2 separate regions of the Gossypium hirsutum genome follow, and region 1 is linked to region 2. Evidence: chromatin contacts called from public Hi-C data. All regions are on one chromosome and are shown on one strand. Each heading gives the region's core, a stretch centred on a gene start, on an enhancer-like site or on the middle of the called end of the contact. The rest is flanking DNA. Distances are from core to core; before and after follow the strand shown. Region 1 holds the start of LOC107950900. Region 2 holds the start of LOC107902730.

Region 1 (2,700 bases), core at 16-2,515, 310 kb before region 2:
ACAGGAAAAGTGAAATCCATCTGGTCTCAACATATTAAATAAACAAAGCAAAAGCAGAAAAAAATGTTAACAGAGACGTCAGTGATCACAGAACTTTGAGTAGCGACCTGTGCTAGGTAGATTTGTTTTGGAGCAGCATCTACAAATGGTGAACAGCCTTGCTCTGTGTCAGATTCTTCAAGTTGATGCCCTTGTGAATTAGAATTAATACTGCAAGAATTACCGACATTTTGCCTATGCCATTTACAAAAGGCAATAAAAGTGGAAAATGGTAATGGAACCTGTAAACAAATGCAAAACCAAATTGATCACAATTCTCGCATCCACCCAAGAGAGAAAATGTATCACAAGCCTCAGTGTATGAAGAACATGAGAATTAGTGAATTACCCTCTCATGGCTTCTAAGATCACCGTAAAACACCGGTGCAGTTTGAGATAACATAGCCTCCACCATGAATGATCCTACCCGTTCCTAAAGTTATACTCAAACAAGAAAAATACTAAAATAAATACTTTAATTGAATATATAAAATGCACAATTCCACTAAAAAAATGTAACTCTAGAAACCATATCCAACATGTATAACGCACTAATTCAAGCTCTTGCCTATTAATTAACTTATTGAATAGACTATCACAGATGTAAATAAAACAAATGTAAAACTAGTGCTACTTTTCTAGATTTGAAACTCAATGCATAATTATGTCTTTCAACATTATATACAAAAATATTATTTACTTCCAAAACGTTATCCATTTTACTAAAAATCCAGCAACTTAAAATATTTTGACTCGAAAAGCGAGCATAAAAATTGTAGTAATTATAAAAGGATAAGCAAACCTCCAGATAACCGAGGCCTCCATTAGAAGGATTCCACTTGGAAACGGCTTTCCAGTCCTTAACGCATCCAACGAACACCTTTCAAAACGAAATAAAAATCAATGAACTAAGATTGAAGCAACTACCGCTTATATAAATTAGCAAAAGGAAAAAAAAAGTTCGGACCAATTTTTCTCGAAAAACGAACAGAGAAAGGGAAAAAAGAAACAAAAAGTTGAGAAAACAGAAAAATTACGGCGGGAACATTTCGAGATTCAATCTGAGAGGCGAACTGTGCAGCTGATGGGAGTTGATCGAAGCTCTGGAGTCGTACAGAGTCTTCCATTTATTTTTTCACTAATTTGTAACAAGCTTTTCACGTTAAAAAAAAAAAAAGCTTTTCAGCCTGAAGAATTTCGTAGTTCGGCCTTTGGATTTTATTTGAGTGAGAAGTGAACCATTGGAGCGTTGAGGCCTGAGAGAGTCCCAACAAGGCTTTCTTAAGTTTCATTTGATTGTAAAAAGCAGGTCTAGGTCTATCATAGACTTTCGATGGCCCTTTCTTTCCAAAGAATACACATCAATGGGCCGAATCATGACTTCTGATTAAATTACTAAAAAAATGCTGATTTTTTTTAAAATTACTAGAATAAGCTGATTTTTGAAATATTTATGGGTATAGACCGATTTAGGACTGAAAGTATTTTTAGGTGAAATCTAGAAAAACGATTTCAGCCGGAAGTACTTTTTGTGTGTCACTAGTAAAACGCTTCCAAACACTTCTAGTTGGAAGCGTTTTCCCCTCAATGGATACTTTTCCAACGACTATTTTGGAAGTGTTTTCCCCTCAATGGATACTTTTCCAACGACTATTTTAAATAGCTGTTGTCCCCTCTCCAATGGTAAAAAAAAAACTATAAAACCCCCACCCTTACTCATTTCTCATAAAATTCTCTCAATTTCTCAAACCACTCTCAAAATTCTTTCAAATTTTCAATTTTTTTTCAAAAATCTAAATTATATTTTCTATTAGATTTTTTATTAATATTTTCTGAAAATATATTTTTTAAATTAATTCGTGTTCTATATAATTAGCAATGGTCGATTCTCTAATCAATCATGATGACAAGTACATTTTCGTCATTCAATTGCAAATGGTAAGAATAAATTTTAATAAATTTCAATTTTTGTTTAATTTTTTATTTCATTGTTATATATTAACTTAATATTTTGATTTTTTACGTAAATAGGCGAAATATCGAATTTTTCAATGCTATATCCGTAATCCACTCAGTCTTCCATCATCGTCGATTGAACATATTTAAGGGAAACCAGTGTTTTGGCACATGGCCCTTGTAGGCCGGGGATGTAAGTTGGACTCAAAACTCGTAGGCGCATTGGTGGAGAGGTGGAGACCCGAGATGCACACATTTCATCTTCCATATGGTGAGTGTACTATCACTCTAGAGGACGTGCATTTACAGTTGGGTTTGACCATAGATGGGTCAGTAGTCACCAGGTCTGTTTAGTCTGGTGAGTGACAAGGCATATGTGGTGAACTTTTGGGTTCAGTTTCGGAAACAATTTACGGAGGTCGGATCAAAATAGCTTGGATAAGAACAACTTTCGCCGCGCTGGATGAGGATTCGACTGAAGTCAAAAGAGAATGACACACTTGGACGTACATCCTTCAGATCATCAAGGGTATCCTAATGCCGGACAAGTCATGAACACTCGTCCATCTAAGATGGTTGTTGAAACTTCAGTTGGAGGTTTGTCGTGTTGGTAACATTGTACCGAGAGATATGTCGAGCGACACAACTAGGAAAAATCAAAATTGGTAGTTGGATTTTACTATTGCAATCATGGATGCGGTACTA
Region 2 (2,700 bases), core at 104-2,603:
CACGAGTTATGCTATGCTTTATAGAGAGAGAGAGAGAGAGAGAGAGAGAGAGAGAGAGAGCTCTAATAAACTTAAACATTTAGAAAAGAGAATTTAGGTCCAAAGCACGATGAATGCAAGGTGCATTTACCTTCCCAACCACCATCCATTTGTTACCATGCCAAGCCTGCCTAACCCTTAAACTTGACACATGGAATTCTTTAAGTAGGATGGACCCAAACAACTTAATGACAAATGAATCATTGTTCTTTAACACCTTTGCAACCTTTCCTATCCTCCAACACTGGATATCGAACACCTCAGCTACATCCCCGACTGCCCAATTCTTCCGGTTTACATATGGAGGCAATGGTCTAACGTCCTTCCCTTTCACCGTCTCCACCACCCTTCTTCCTTCACAGTCTGTAAACAGTTTGTACCTAACAATATAGTAGTCACCATCTGCTGAAAGAATATTACCAGTAAACCAGGAACCACATGGATCATCTTCTCTTCTCAAAACCTCCACCAAGTTCCCTTTTCTGAACTTCATTTTTCTTTTGAACTCTTATTATGCTTGATCCCGAAAAACAAGACTGAAATATAAAACAAAATTAATACCACTGATATTGTGATTGCTAAAAGAGATCTAAAAGTGATCCTGAGTTGAGTGGAAAGGAGCTCAATGCCAAGCAAAATTTTGAGATCGAATCTTGTGAATGGAAAGAAAACAGTGGAGAGAGTTTTATCCCGTTTTGGGGGTCTAATTCCCAAAACATTCAATTGCAAAATAAGAAAATTGTAATCTTCAAGAACTCCATGAAGCTAGTTTATATAGAGATATAATCAAATCTAATTAGAAAAAATAAGATTGATGCTACAAACAGGGAACATTCTGCAACCAAACTCAAATGAACTCATTCAGCCAACAGTTTTCAAAAACATCAATCAACCCATGGTTTTGCAATCCTCAAAAACACCCAGAAAAAAGAAACTGAAATAATTAAAAAACTAGCACTTACCCAGAATTAAACATCCTAAAATTATGAACTATAATAAGACAAAAACAAAAACAAAATTAGAAATTGAGAAGGAATTCCAATTCAATTCAATTGAAAACTTTTAATTAATTGAATGGGACTGACCTGAGAGTAAAAGTGAAGAAATGAAAACGAACAGGACGCAGTTTAGTTGCGGTCATGACCACATCCTTACGCAAAATTGGTTTATTTTGCGCTCTCTTTTGATTATTATTTAAGTAAAAAAAAAACCCTACTAATCAAAGATTAACTCATTTTTGAAGAAATAAATGATGGGGATAATTCATAGTTTTAGACAAAATCTTTGCCATGTTGGACCATTGATTTCATTACAACCTCAGAATCGACGTGCCTTATGAGACCATTAAAAAAACAGGTCTTTAGTTCCTGTACAAAATCAAAGAATACAGAATCATGATTAAGCATAAATTCCGTCATGATTATTTGGATTTTGATTATATTATATTTTTTTAAAAAAATCCTTGTTATTTGAAATTAATGCTACATAACTAGCTTCTTGTCTTTAAACTTAGAAATAGTTTATAGTTAAAAATTACTTCAAAGCTTGACAATAAGGTCATTTCCCATAAGGGCATTTTGGACTATGTTGCATATGTATGACGTAAGCTGTAACCGTAACATAAAATAACAAATGCCCTTATCATATCTTTTCCATGGTTTTGAAGATTTTGAAATTCCATCTCTAAATAAAATGAAATTACCCCTTCTTAAATTTTACATGTGCCCGTAAGTAGGGCTAAATAGCTAATTAAAAAAATCTAAATATTATTTTTAATCCCGTTTAATTTTATTAAATTTAACTTATTATAATTTAAATATATTTCAACCGATATTCGATTTACAAAATAAAAAATGATATAATAATAAATTTAATTCTTAATGTTTATATTTTTTTCAAGTTACTCTTACTTTTTAAAAGCTAAATTTAGCCATCAACTTTTCAAAAATAGTCGTATCGTTTTTTTCTAAAAGAAATGATGATTAAAACATTAAATTTTAACATTGTTGGCGTGATAACTTACATGTCAACCTATTCATGAGCCAGGCCATCTAGCCTAGTCTGAAGGCCCGTTCGAAAAATGAGAGGATTTTGGGTCTCGAGTAAGGCTTTTTTGGCCTGAGCTCGGCCTGAATATGCAAAAAAAAAATTGCATTTATTTTTCTATTTTTTATTATTTTATTGCTATTTTATTGTTGGCTTTTTCACTATTTTGTTACAATTTCACAATTATGTTGCTACTATTTTTTTGTTATTATTTGAATATTGTATAAATTTTATTTTATTGTTAATTTTATTACTATTTTAGAGATTGCACATATCTTTTTTACTTTTTGCAAAATAGACTAGTATATTAATGAAAGAAAAGATAGGAATGGGCTAACAAAATTCACAGGCCCACCAAAAAATGAAAACAAAACCCAATAATGGTAAAACCTTAAAATTATTACCAAAGAAATAGACAAATTAAAATTAAACAGAAAATTAAAATAAACTTCCAATCTGATAACAGTTGGAGTCCAATTAGCATTTCCACAATTAATGCACCGATTCCAGTCCCAGAAAAGCGGTTTCCAAAATCCCACTTTCCTGTTTTCCTTCTATGCATAGACCCCCTATCAAACAACCCTCAGTCAGGTTCCCTCATTCTCCGTTGATCCA

What was found. Hi-C and Micro-C count contacts between places; a contact is called where the count stands out from the background.
Region 1: a Hi-C map of leaf shows a contact between it and region 2, with 2.0 times the contacts expected there. The contact joins the promoter of LOC107950900 here to the promoter of LOC107902730 in region 2. A contact is called at or near these places in 3 of 34 Hi-C or Micro-C datasets (leaf and seedling).

The regions. Positions count from the first base shown.
Region 1 is chrA08:11,282,951-11,285,650 of Gossypium_hirsutum_v2.1, reverse strand. It overlaps LOC107950900, which reads right to left and starts at 1,265. Exons shown (of 16, transcript XR_001698261.2): 1 at 1,077-1,265; 2 at 842-919; 3 at 389-472; 4 at 108-281.
Region 2 is chrA08:10,974,449-10,977,148 of Gossypium_hirsutum_v2.1, reverse strand. LOC107902730 reads right to left here and starts at 1,353. Exons shown (of 4, transcript XM_016828995.2): 1 at 1,125-1,353; 2 at 131-575. The coding sequence starts at 532. LOC107902956 (a long non-coding RNA gene) reads left to right here and starts at 2,544. Exons shown (of 3, transcript XR_001685665.2): 1 at 2,544-2,700.